Regions from separate parts of the Mus musculus genome. Here region 1 is linked to region 2. The links are chromatin contacts, called in public HiChIP or PLAC-seq maps. All regions are on one chromosome and are shown on one strand. The core of a region is the stretch at or near the end of the contact, and the rest is flanking DNA. Distances in the headings are between cores, read along the strand shown. Region 1 has its middle 450 kb from the start of Gm22789. Region 2 has its middle 120 kb from the start of Gm22789.

What was found. HiChIP or PLAC-seq counts read pairs in DNA pulled down with a chosen protein or histone mark.
Region 1: an Esrrb HiChIP or PLAC-seq map of embryonic stem cells shows a contact between it and region 2, with 16 times the contacts expected there. The contact joins two enhancer-like sites. A contact is called at or near these places in 1 of 484 Hi-C or Micro-C datasets (embryonic stem cells), 5 of 115 datasets of contacts at active chromatin or transcription factors (all in embryonic stem cells) and 1 of 9 other capture datasets (embryonic stem cells).

Annotation. Positions count from the first base shown.
Region 1 is chr11:13,140,482-13,147,012 of GRCm38.p6, reverse strand. No RefSeq gene overlaps it. Among named protein-coding and RNA genes, the nearest start is that of Gm22789, 450 kb to the right of the region's middle. Within about 2 kb of position 4,067, at least 3 of the 459 cell types and tissues checked have an H3K27ac peak or open chromatin away from gene starts, as enhancers often do. A contact at or near this core is called in embryonic stem cells, where this site is marked.
Region 2 is chr11:12,807,404-12,813,834 of GRCm38.p6, reverse strand. No RefSeq gene overlaps it. Among named protein-coding and RNA genes, the nearest start is that of Gm22789, 120 kb to the right of the region's middle. Within about 2 kb of position 2,449, at least 54 of the 459 cell types and tissues checked have an H3K27ac peak or open chromatin away from gene starts, as enhancers often do. A contact at or near this core is called in embryonic stem cells, where this site is marked.

The sequences.
Region 1 (6,531 bases), core at 2,818-5,317, 330 kb before region 2:
TAGGTGTGTGTGAGTTCATTTCTGGGTCTTCAATTCCATTGGTGTATCTGTCTGTGATTGTACCAGTACCCTGCAGATTTTATCACAATTGCTCTGTAGTAAAGCTTGAGGTCAGGCATGGTGATTCTACCAGAGGTTATGTTTTTCATTGAGAATAGTTTTTGATATCCTAGGTTTTTTGTTATTCCACATGAATTTGAAAGTTGCCATTTCTAACTCGGTGAAGAATTGAGTTGGAATTATGATGGGGATTGAATTGAATCTGCAGATTGCTCTGGGCAAGATAGCCAAATTTACTATATTGATCCTACCAATCCATGAGCATGGGGGATCTTTCTATCTTTTGAGATCTTCTTTATTTTTTTTTTCTTCAAAGACTTGAAGTTCTTATTGTTCAGATCTTTCACTTCCTTAGTTAGATTCACGCCAAGGTATTATTTGTGACTATTGTGAAGGTTGTTGTTTCCCTAATTTATTTCTCAGCCTGATTATCCTTTGTGTAGAGAAAGGCCACTGATTTGTTTGAGTTAATTTTATATCCAGCTTTTTCACTGAAGCTGTTTATGGGGTTTAAATGTTCTCTGGTGGAATTTTTAGGATCAATTATATACACTATCATATAATCTACAAATAGTGATATTTTTTACTTCTTCCTTTCCAATTTGTATCCACTTGATTTCCTTTTGTTGTCTAATTGCTCTACCTATGATTTTGAGTACTATATTGAATAGGTAAGGGAAAAGTGGGCAACCTTGTCTTGTCTCTGATTTTTGTGGGATTGCTTCAAGTTTCTCTCCATTTAGTTTGATGTTGGCTACTGGTTTGTATATATTGATTTTATTATGCTTAGGTATGGGCCTTGAGTTCCTGATCTTTCCAAGTCTTTGATCATGAATGGGTGTTGGATTTTGTCAAATACTTTCTCAGCATCTAATGAGATGATCATGTGGCTTTTGTCTTTGAGTTTGTTTATATAGTGGATTATGTTGATGGATTTCCATATATTAAACCATCCTTGAATCCCTGGAATGAAGCCTAATTGATCATGATGGATTATCGTTTTGATGTGTTCTTGGATTCAGTTAGCAACACTTTTATTGTGTATTTTGCATCAATATTCATAAGGGAAATTGGTCTGAAATTCTCTTTCTTTGTTGGGTCTTCGTGTAGTTTAGGTATCAGAGTAATTGTGGCTTCATCGAATGAATTGTGTAGAGTACTTTCTGTTCCAATTTTGTGAAATAGTTTGAGGAGAATTGAAATTTTGTCTTCTTGAAAGGTATGATAGAACTCTCTGCACTAACCATCTGGTCCCATGCTTTTTTTTTTTTTTTGGTTGGGAGACTATTAATGACTGCTTCTATTCCTTTATGGGATATGGGACTGCTTAGGTCATTAATCTGATCCTGATTTAACTTTGGTACCTGGTATCTGTCTAGAAATTTGTCCATTTCATCCAGGTTTTCTAGTTTTTTTGAATATAACCTTTTGTAGTAGGTACTGATGATGTTTTGGATTTCCTCATATTGTTATGTCTCCCTTTTCATTTCTGATTTTTTTAAATTAGGATAGTGTACCTGTGCTCTCTAGTTAGTCTGGGTAAGGGTTTATCTATCTTGTTGATTTTCTCAAAAAACCAGCTCCTGGTTTGGCTGATTCTTTGTTTAGTTCTTTTTGTTTTTATTTGGTTGATTCAACCCTAAGTTTGAATATTTACTGCTATCTATTCCTCTTGGGTGAATTTGCTTCCTTTTGTTCTAGAGCTTTTAGGTGTGCTGTCAAGCTGGTAGTGTATGCTCTCTCTAGTTTCTTTTTGGAGGCACTCGGGGTTATGAGTTTCCTCTCAGGACTGCTTTCATTGTGTCCCATAAGTTTGAGTATGTTGTGGCTTCATTTTCATTAAACTCTAAAAAGTCTTTAATTTCTTTCTTTATTTGTTCCTTGACCAAGATATCATTGAGTAGATTGCTGTTCAGCTTCCACAGGAATGTTGGCCTTCTATTATTTATGTTACTACTGAAGATCTGCATTAATCTATGGTGATCTGATAAGATGCATGGGACAATTTCAATATTTTTATATCTGTTCAAGCCCATTTTGTGACCAATTGTATGTTCAATTTTGGAGAAGGTGCGATGAGGTGCTCAGAGGAAGGTATATCCTTTCCTTTTAGGATAAAATGTTCTGTAGATACTTGTTAAATCCATTTGTTTCATAACTTCTGTTAGTTTCACTGTATCTCTGTTTAGTTTCTGCTTCCAGGATCTTTCCATTGATGAGAGTGGGGCATTGACATCTCGCACTATTATTGTGTGAGGTACAATATGTGCTTTGAGCTTCACTATAGTTTCTTTAATGAATAAGTTTGCCCTTCCAATTTGAGCATAGATATTCAGAATTGAGAGTTCATCTTGGTAGATTTTAATTTTGATGAGTATTAAGTGCCCTTCATTGTCTTTTTTGATAACTTTGGGTTGTAACTCAATTTTATTCGAAATTAGAATGGCTACTCCAGCTTATTTCTTTGGACCATTTGCAAGAAAATGGTTTTCCAGCCTTTTACTCTGTGGTAGTATCTGTCTTTGTCCCTGATGTGAATTTCCTGTATGCAGCAAAATGTTGGGTCCTGTTTATGTAGCCAGTCTATTAGTCTGTCTTTTTATTGGGGAATTGTGTCCATTGATATTAAGAGATATTAAGGAAAATTATTGTTGCCTCCTGTTATTTTTGTTGTTAGAGTTGGGATTCTGAACTTGCGGCTGTCTTCTTTTAGGTTTGTTGAAGGATTGCTTTCTTGCTTTTTCTAGGGTGTAATTTCTGTGTTTGTGTCAGTGTTTTCCCTTTATTATCCTTTGAAGGGCTGGATTCATGGATAGATATTGTGTGTATTTGGTTTTATCATGGAATACCTTGGTTTCTCCATCTATGGTAATTGAGAGTTTTTCTGGGTATAGTAGCCTGAGCTGGCATTTGTGTTCTCTTTGTGTATGTGTAACATCGGTACTGGATCTTTTGGCTTTCATAGCCTCTTGTGAGAATTCTGGTGTAATTCTAATAGGTCTGCCTTTATATGTTACTTGACAGTATTCCCTTACTGCTTTTAATATTCTATCTTTATTTAGTGCATTTGTTGTTCTGATTATTATGTGTTGGGAGGAATTTCTTTTCTGGTTCAGTCTATTTGGAGTTCTCTAGTCTTCTTGTATGTTCATGCACATCTCTTTCTTTAGGTTAGTGAAGTTTTCTTCTATAATTTTGTTGAAGATATTTACTGGCCCTTTAAGTTGAAAATCTTCATTCTCATCTTTACTTATCCTTACATTTGGTCTTCTCATTATGTCCTGGATTTCCTGGATGTTTTGGGTTAGGATCTTTTTGCATTTTGCATTTTCTTTGATTGTTGCATCCATGTTTTCTATGGAATCTTCTGTATCTGAGATTCTTTCTTCCATCTTTTGTATTCCGTTGCTGATGCTCGTATCTATGGTTTCTGATTTCTTTCCTAGGATTTCTATCTCCAGAGTTGTCTCCCTTTGGGTTTCCTTCTTTGTTTCTACTTCCATTTTTAGATCTTGGATGGTTTTGTTCAATTACATCACCTGTTTGGTTGTGTTTTCCTGTAATTCTTTAAGGGATTTTTTTGTGTTTCCTCTTTAAGAACTTCTACCTGTTTAGCAGTGTTTTCCTGTAATTCTTTAAGCACTTCCACTTGTTTAGCGTGTTCTCTTATATTTCTTTTAGTGAGTTATTAATGCCTTTCTTAAAATCCTCTACCAGAATCATGAATTTTTTTATTCCAAATCTTGCTTTTCAGGTTTGTTGGGGTATCCAGGACTCACTCTAGTGGGAGTACTGGGTTCTGATGATACCAATTGGTCTTGGTTTTTGTTAGTAAGATTATTAAATTTGCCTTTCACTATCTCGTAATCTCTGGTGTTAGATGTTCTAGCTGTCTCTGGCTGAAGCTTGTTCCTCCTGTGATTCTTATCCTCTGTCAATACTCCTGTGAGTCCAACACTCTCCTGAGTCCCAGTGGTCAGAGCACTCCCTGCAGGCAACCTTTCCTCTGGCACGGAATGGTCCCTGGGGTCTGGGTCTCAGCTCTGCCTCCTGGCTGAGGTTGAAGGCCCCAAGGGACCGTGCCCAAGAAGCTCTGTTGCTTCTGCCACCCACGTGCTCTCCTGAGTCTCAGTGTTCCCAAGATTCTGGGTGTGCTAGGGCCTGCCTTTGTCCTTTGACCCTGTTGCTGCTAGCACAAGACCCTCTGGGTTTTTTGGAATAGATGTTGAGTTCCACTCACCAGTGATATCACATTCCTCAGTGTGCTAGGGTTCCTGTAGTGTGGAGAGTCCTCTGGGGACTTTGGGACCCTCTGTGGAGTTTGCCCCCAAGATCGCCCTTTTATTTTTAACAATTGCAGATTATTAGATGGGTGTTTTTACGTTGTCACATCTTAAATCGTAAAAAGATTAAACTGAACTCGAGAGATGATTCACTGGATAAAAGTATCTACCATGCAAGCCAGACAACTGGAGTTCAATACCCAGAACCCACAGTGAAAGGAGAAAACTAATTTCTAAATGTTGTTCTCTGAGTTCTATAATTCCCATGAATACCCTCACTTGCATATACATACACACACCTACATCTTAATAAAATAAATACAATTATGTAAATATTTGTATATTAAGACAAAATGATAGATTACATCATCATAATAAAGTATATCAATGATGGACACAGTATATAAAACAGCCAACTCTTGGTGTACCACAAGCATGTGGCATGAAATTCAAATGAAATGTGTGAATTCTAAGCATCCATGTAATTATTTTCTCTGAAAAGCCATTCAAGGGTTCATGTTGAAAACTGACTTGACATCTTCTTCCCTTAGTAGCAGGCATCCTGTATGTGAAATATCTGTAGACCTACTTGTCTGTTATCCAGGTTTTCACAGTGATGTTACTATTTAAGGTTGTGACAGCTGATAGAGTATGTCAAATCACAAAAATCTGGTGTATGGCAAGGACAAAATTCAGCTACATTAGTTCTGGCTGCCGAGCTACATGTGCTATTTACATATATGGCTATTCTGACAATGATGCAGGAAGTCAATTAAAATAATGAATTTTTAAATCACACAGGAATTTTATAACTTTATTTTGACTATATCACTAACCTACCCATTCATATATTATTGCCTTTGAAGTAATTAATGTACTTGAAGCCATGTTAGAAATGTATTAATAACTTCAAGTCATCTGAATAATTCATCAACTTCTCTCTCTCTCTCTAAGTGTATATATATATATTCCAATGACTTAGTGAAGTTGGAACTTTAAAATCAATGTTTAAATGGTATAAGATTATGCCTAAAATATTATCAAAATTCATTGATAGCTCTTTTCCCCCAAGCTACTTTTGTTCTCATTGGAAAAGAAATGTTTTTAAAATGAAAGTTGTCCCAGATAAAAATTTCTGCTAACTTAACTTTAATTAAGAATGTAAAATATAGACCTCAAATTAAGCAAATTCACTAAGTTTCAAATTTGAGAGAAAAAGAGTCATCTTCCTTTATCATTTTGAATAATGCCCCACATAAAACAAAGACACTATTCTGTAATTATCTGAAACCACAGACTATCTTTTACTTAATGTGAGATGACAGACATAGTGGGAAGAGCTTTGGCTTTGGTGAGGAGTACTTAAACGCGTTCTCACGACCGGCCAGGAAGAACACAACCAACCAGAATCTTCTGCGGCAAAACTTTATTGCTTACATCTTTAGGAGCCAGGAGCACAAGCCCCAAGCCCCAAAAACGAAAGCCCCCCGCTTACATCTTTAGGAGCCAGAGCGCCAGCGCGCCAGAGCGCCAGAGAGCCAGAGCGCAGAGCAAGAGCTCTATTGTTTACATCTTTAGGAGCAAGCGAGCAAGAGCCAGAGCCAGAGAGCAAAAGCGCAAGAGCGCAAGCAAGAGAGGGAATGGCGGAAACCCCGTCCCCTTTAAGGAGAATTATCCTTTGTCTAGGACGTATCACTCCCTGATTGGCTGCAGTCCATGGCCGAGTTGTTGCCACGGGGAAGGCAGAGTACATGGGGTAGAGAAATACCCTTGGCACATGCGCAGATTATTTGTTTACCACTTAGAACACAGGATGTCAGCGCCATCTTGTGACGGCGAATGTGGGGGCGGCTCCCAACAAGGAGTGACTGGTATTTGACTTTACAATGTTTCTGGGATTTGAGTTTGTTTAATATATACAAAGTTTTAGAATAATGAACTTATCCTAATAAGACTGGGTTTCTGCATTTGTACATTGAGTTTTATATTTTCCTTCCCATAGCACTGTATAGAAACATATATGTCATTGAATCCTTAAAACATTCAATCCAAGCAATAATCACAAAATAGGGCAGATGATATATTCTTATTGTCTTTGTTTCTGTCTTTGTACCCATCTATCACTAGCTGTAGTGGATTTCTCCTTACTTCTAGAGCATCAAGATCTAGGTCTTGATGATGATCATCA
Region 2 (6,431 bases), core at 1,200-3,699:
ATTTTTTTTTCTTTTTTTATTGGATATTTTCTTTATTTACATTTCAAATGCTACCCTCTTTCCTAGTTTCCTCTCCGATAATTCCCCATACCCTCCCCGCTCCTCCTGCTCCCCAACCCACCCACTCCCATTTCCTGACCCTGACATTCCCCTATACTGGGGCATAGAATCTTTGCAAGACCAAGTAGATACTCACAGTCATCCATTAGACAGAGCACAGGTTCACTAATAAATGAGCTAGAGAAAGTACCCAAGAATGTAATGGAGTCTGCAGCCCTATAGGAGGAACAACAATATGAATTAACCAGTATCTGCAGAACTCCCTGGGACTAAACCACTAATCAAAGAAAACACATGGTGGGACTGGTGTCTCTAGCTGCATAGGTAGCAGAGTATGGCCTAGTTGGCTATCAATGAGAACAAAGCTTTCTTTCTATACCCAACTGAAATACTTTTTAAATTATCAATACATAATGCGTTTTTAAAATAGCTCCACACATCCCACACTGAGGAAGATAAAACAGGCCTGTGAATCTCCACTGGCAAGCTTAGAAATCCCCAACATTGCCTCTGGTCCCCAGAACTTTCCTCTGATTTCCATGGGTATTCTGTACTCCAAACACAAGAGCGGATGAAGAAAAGTGGAAGAAGCAGAACTCAAGATCACTATACCACAGGCTACTGTCCTGCCTCTACAAGACGGCATCAAATTCTACCGCCCTGTCATCATGCCTCTAAGAAGAAGGCAAAGCCCATTTCCTATTCCATGCAGTGTTTGCATAATACCAATTGCCCATGACCCATCACATGTGTCCAGTTCTTTGTCCTAGTTCTCATACAGCACAATAAATATATCACCCCATTATTACCAACTTAAAGCCTATTTCATTGTCATCATCCATTTGGGACTTAATGGTGTTTACTTAAGCTTTCACAGAGTTCTTTGTGACATGAAGCTGGACTCAGCCTAGCAACTGTAGCTAACAGACTCAGAGCCTAACTGTGCCAATGCAAAAATCAGTGGCTTACAATATCTCTGGACATCAGAGAGGTGTGCACTCTGAAACATCCAAAGGGTCTAAGAAAAGAAAATAAATGGTTAGCTACCAAGATAGACAAAGAAAATAACAAGCAACATTCTGCGAGTCTCATGCTTCTTAGCAGCCTTTAGTGAGACGGAGGGAAAGAGATGGTGATGTGGCCATTTGTCAGCTCATGCTGTGGGAGTTGATGTCAGGACAGATGCATTAGCACTTGGTAATAGCCTCCCACAAGGACTTAGTATGACTCAAAGATGCCTAAGCAGGGCTGCTGGGTATAACCAATATGCTCAACCTAGCCAATTCAATGATCACAAAAACCACAAAAGCCTTTCAGCCACTGTGAGATGGCCACTCCCCGGTTGTCCTCAGCAAACATAGGTATGCATGAGGTTCCTAGAATATTTACTTTTACTTAAGAAGGAATTTAAATTGGTTTCTTCTTGTCCAACTGTTGTTTCTTTTTTGCTTTCTGGTAACCTTTCTAAAGGCAAAATGGAAGGACACCTTCCCTAGTAGTGGCCACACCCTAACAGTGTGTATGCAAATGTTAGAAAAGTGTTGCCTGAGTCATCTGCATGCCTGGACCCCCCACTAGGTCAGTAGGATCTTTCTAGTAAACCACACATCATGAGCTTTTTCAGGTTACTCATGTTACAATTCAGTTATTTTTTTGTTCTTTTCCTTGTCCTGCCCAATTTCAAGAAAAATACTATGCCTTTAAAGTCAAGGTAAGTTTAGCTCTCACTAGGTCAAGATGATGTTTGATTTTCAAAGTTCTTATGGGAAAGTTATTGCCCAGAAAAGAAGTACTTCCAGGAGCAGAGTTTGTGTACACAGTGTGGCTAGATCTTGATGTGAACTGTCAATTGCTTGGAACACCTACCCAAACTCCACCCCCATCCCAGAACAAAGAGACACTCCCCAAGAGAGGAGGAGGCTGACATGGTGGCTGGACTGTCTCCTCCCAGTCTGGTTCCTTTGTTGGGATCCTTGATGTAATTGTTAAAGTTGGATCTACTGTGGCCACTACTGACTCAGCTAGAACAGAGCTAGGCAGCTCAGAGTGAGCTCGGGTTCACTAACTCCACCCTGGCTTTTGTTTCAGCTCCTTGATGAAGCACAGACTGGGAAAGTAACAGCACTTTCCCAACCCACGCGCTTCTCTCTCATTCCACATCAGATTCCACTTCACAATTCTCTTCTCTGCCAGGCTGTGCCTGCTTTCTCCCACACCCAGAACTCCTGTAGTGTCTGGCAGAGCTCTAATACTGAGAGATAAGAATCAGCCCTGACTCTGGGAAGGTGGGAAAACCATAAAGATTTCAGGGAGGGAAAATCTATTGGATCCCTTTTTGAGTTAAAGCAGGAGTTACCAGCAGGGAGCAAAACAAGACCGTACTGCCACCTACAGGCCAAACTCCCTAAAGACAGGCACCCAGGTGACCAAGAAAGCCTTGTTGCTTTCATGTCTGCGTCTTCTGTGAGAATCATCAACCCAGGAGTATAGTGTCCTGGAGAGTGGCCAGGAATGAACTCCTGCTCTTAAGATTCTGAACTACCATGAAAAGTGAAAAACGTGTGTGCAAAATACAAGTCACTGCGTAGGACAGGGAAGGGGGAAGCCTGAGGGAGAAGACGAGGAACCTCGAGCCTGTCTGGAAAGGGTCCTCACATGCATGTTATGTAAGTGCTTAAAAATGATTAAGGGCTAGGGAACCATACTCGATAGCCTGACTTACTGCAAGTAAACAAAGACAATTAAAATTATCTATGGCTTTATATTCTTCTGCAGTGCTTGAAAGTGCGGCAATTGAGCCTTCTATAAAGTATAGGCACAGAATACTTTATATGATGGATGAAGCCACTTAGCTGCCTTAAACCCAGAGAAGCTCACCATACATCAGCGCAGCTACCCCCAGCCCCCGTGCATAACAAGGGTTTGTGGTTTCCCTAGTCCTCCAGAAGTAAAAGGGGCAGTTTAACAGTACTTCCCTAGACCCTACTACAGTGCTCTATTCCCTCTTCAGCCCCTGTCCCACACAGTGCAGCCAGTTTTCTGTGGTCCAGTCAAATCAACAACATTGGTTTTGTCTATGAGTCAGCATTCTGAGATTTACTGAAGTGACAGCGAATCCCTGATACATTTGATGATCTTGGAATGGCTGAAGGGTGAGATGGACCTTCTCCTCAATCATATCCCAGTGGTTATTATGGTTATTTCTAATTAAGTCAGCCAAAGCTGTTGCTAGGAACATCTATCTATGATCTCTCCTGTGGCCTGAGGCTCTTCAAATAAATCACAATGGGGTTGTCAGCTTGACAGACTGAATATCCAAAGAGGGCCAGACATACAGAAAAAAACATACAAAAGAAGAAGATACCACATGTGCATGGCCACGTGTGCAAACACACATGCAGAGTGGAGGAGAAGAGACTGACACAAAATGGAGACAGAGACGGAGAGAACAAGAATACAAACCAGGTGAAACCTAGGCCCTCCCTCGACCCAATTTTGGAGGACACTTCTGGGTCTCAAGCCCACTCAGGCGCATCAGGTCTTTGTCTTAAGAAGCAAAAGGAAAGTTTTTGGAAGAACATATGACCCCAAAGTGTTTCCTTAGCCACTTTAGAAAAGCAGCATTTGTATACTGTGCCATCTGAGTGATCAATTTCAATTACAACTGCTAAGTGGATTTTGGTAGTATCCAGTGGAAAGAATGTAGAAATGTAGTTTTCTCAGCTAGAGAGAACAAATGAAAAATAATAACTATTCTGTAAAGAAAAAAATCCATGGTTCTATTTCAGTGATTTTTCAGAAACAATCCACTCTCGGTGTCTATTAGCTGATTCTATACTGTGCTTAATTCATGCTGAATCTTACATTCAACTTCCTTTTCTGAGGTATTCCAAATCTATGTCACTTCCTCCAATCACTACTATCCTATGAAAATAGATGCAATGAGCACTCTTAAAAGATTTCTGGGGAAAATATCTAGCTTCCAGATTATGTGCAAATCAGGCTCAATAAAATCTGCTGACTATTCCAGATCCACTATTTTAAAACAGTGCTCAAATTTTACAAGCCAATTCTTGTCATGATTGCCCCTCAATTATACACACAACCTCAGAGAGACAGTAGAGATATTACTTTGTTTCCTTGCAACCCAAGCTACACTTTAAGGATCAATTCCTCCCAGTCCTAGGCCTTCCCTACCTGCTACTTTTCAACACCAGTTAAGTACCAAGTTACTACAAAGTTAAAATGTTCTCAATTTCCTTTTGCATTTGTGTCACATGGTACAAAATTAAAAATAGTCATGAAAAGAAGCAGTGGACTTTAAATTCCACATCTGTCCTTCAGCCCCAACCACTCACAAACGTCATTAGTAATGTGCAAATGAAGAAACTCAGCTCCCTTACCTACCCTCTGGTCCCATTGTCATTATTTTAACAGCAAATCTTTCATACCTTTTTTTTTTTTTTTTTTGCAAGTGTTTGAACAGTTTCTGTATTTCCTTTAATGGCTGCTTGGTATATCACTGTATGGATAAGGTCAGCCTCATACATTCTGGGCATCTTGTTTGTCGATCCCTAGATCTACAGCCACAACTTTTCCATGTACATTTCCATCTTATCAGTATGACTTCAGTAAGGGCAGAGGCAAGAGGCAGGTCTCAAAAGATGTGCTGCTTTGCCCTCGCTGTATAGTGGGTCCATGCTCCTGTAGCTGCCCTGTACACAAGGAATCAATGTCATGGATGCAGATGGAAACTCAACTCTAATTTTCAGGGTTGTGAAAACCTGTCAGAGATTCCTGGCTCTCTTCAAGAAGAGCTTTTCGTCATTTTAAGTGGCTGAGGAGCTATCGATTTTTTGGTGATCCATTTGTAGAGAAGCTCTGTTACAGGTACTAATTCAGGCTTCACAGGCATGTGTTTTGAGTGCCACAGCCCTGTTTTCTGCCATGAGGAAGGGTCTGGGCTCACTAAGAACTACAGGCTCCATACTATTGTGTGTGTTTCTTATACTAGAAAGGCACAGGAAGGTGAGAACCATATTATCTTATTATCTCTAAATAAACTGCAAACATAAAGTTCACAGTGTCCCTGGGTTAGAATGAAGGCTGGGATAGGAAGTAACCGACTTTTCACTAAGCCTTCTCTGGTACAAATTACATCTTGACTGCCCTGAATTCGAAACAAGATGAGATTCGAGATTCATGATGAAATGAATCTACACTGCATCTTTCTGAGGTAGGAATTATGAAGAGTATGTCCACTTTGCCTTCCACATTGACAGCTGATTCAGTCAGCTGTATATTAGATACAGATTCCAAGATACTGTCTACGGCCACCCAATTATAAGTTGCTTTGAGGACTTTAAAGCTCACAAAGGCTGTTGGTTTGTTGAACACAGATTTTAAAAGCATATGTTTGAACCTGTGGCCTAGCTAGCAATACCCAGCTCACATGAGGCCTCCAGCCCCCAGGAAAACTAAAGACATACACTACACAGGTAAGCCATAAAGGATGGGCAATAAGAGGAGTCTGTCTCCTCCTCTTTTGTGTTTCTCAGGACTCTTCAGTTAGTGGGAACCTTCAGATGTATCTGGGAATGAACTGAGCTATATGAGCCTTCAATACAAATGAGTGGCCTCTGCTTGAGCTATGAGCCTTCGATGCAAATGAGTGGCCTTGGCAAGTTGAATACATGAAGAACACAGTGATCTCTTGGTTTCTTACATAGAGACAACTGCACTTATCTGTCAAAGCTGCTTTAAGAATCAAGATGATGGAAGTGAAGGGCCTGGCTCTATGACTACCATAACAACATCAGGAAATATATCTCATCTCTTTCCACTCACTCATCCCTAGCAACTGTCAGCCTGCTTCACATCTCTCCTCAGTCCCAAAAATGCCTACCGGCTACCAAGGGCAACTGTCGGATGGCCTGAGAAGACTTTGCTCATCATAAAGGAATATGTCTGAAGAGGAGAAAGCCACACAAGCTGGACTTTCTGCCTTGAGTACCTCACATCCCCACTTCCTAGGCAAAAAGTTTCTTAACACATTCTTGCTTGAACTGTGGGAAGCATGGGAGTGCCTAGTGACATTTGAAAGGTCCAGTAAACAGTTTTTCTACGCTGCCTGGTCAAGCAGAAACTATATTTTATTATTTGACAGAAAGCACTGACATTCTGCTTCATTTTAGGGAAAACACTGGCCACACCACAGACATTAGTTCAGACCAGTTTTGCAAAACCCAGCTAGGTAAGGGGATTACTGTAGGACCTTCAGTGGGCAAGTTAATTATGCCTCTATTTATACCTAGGTTGAACCCAATTTTCTCCCCCTGCCAGAAAACCTGCTTTCTGAGTAAGGTCTTCCC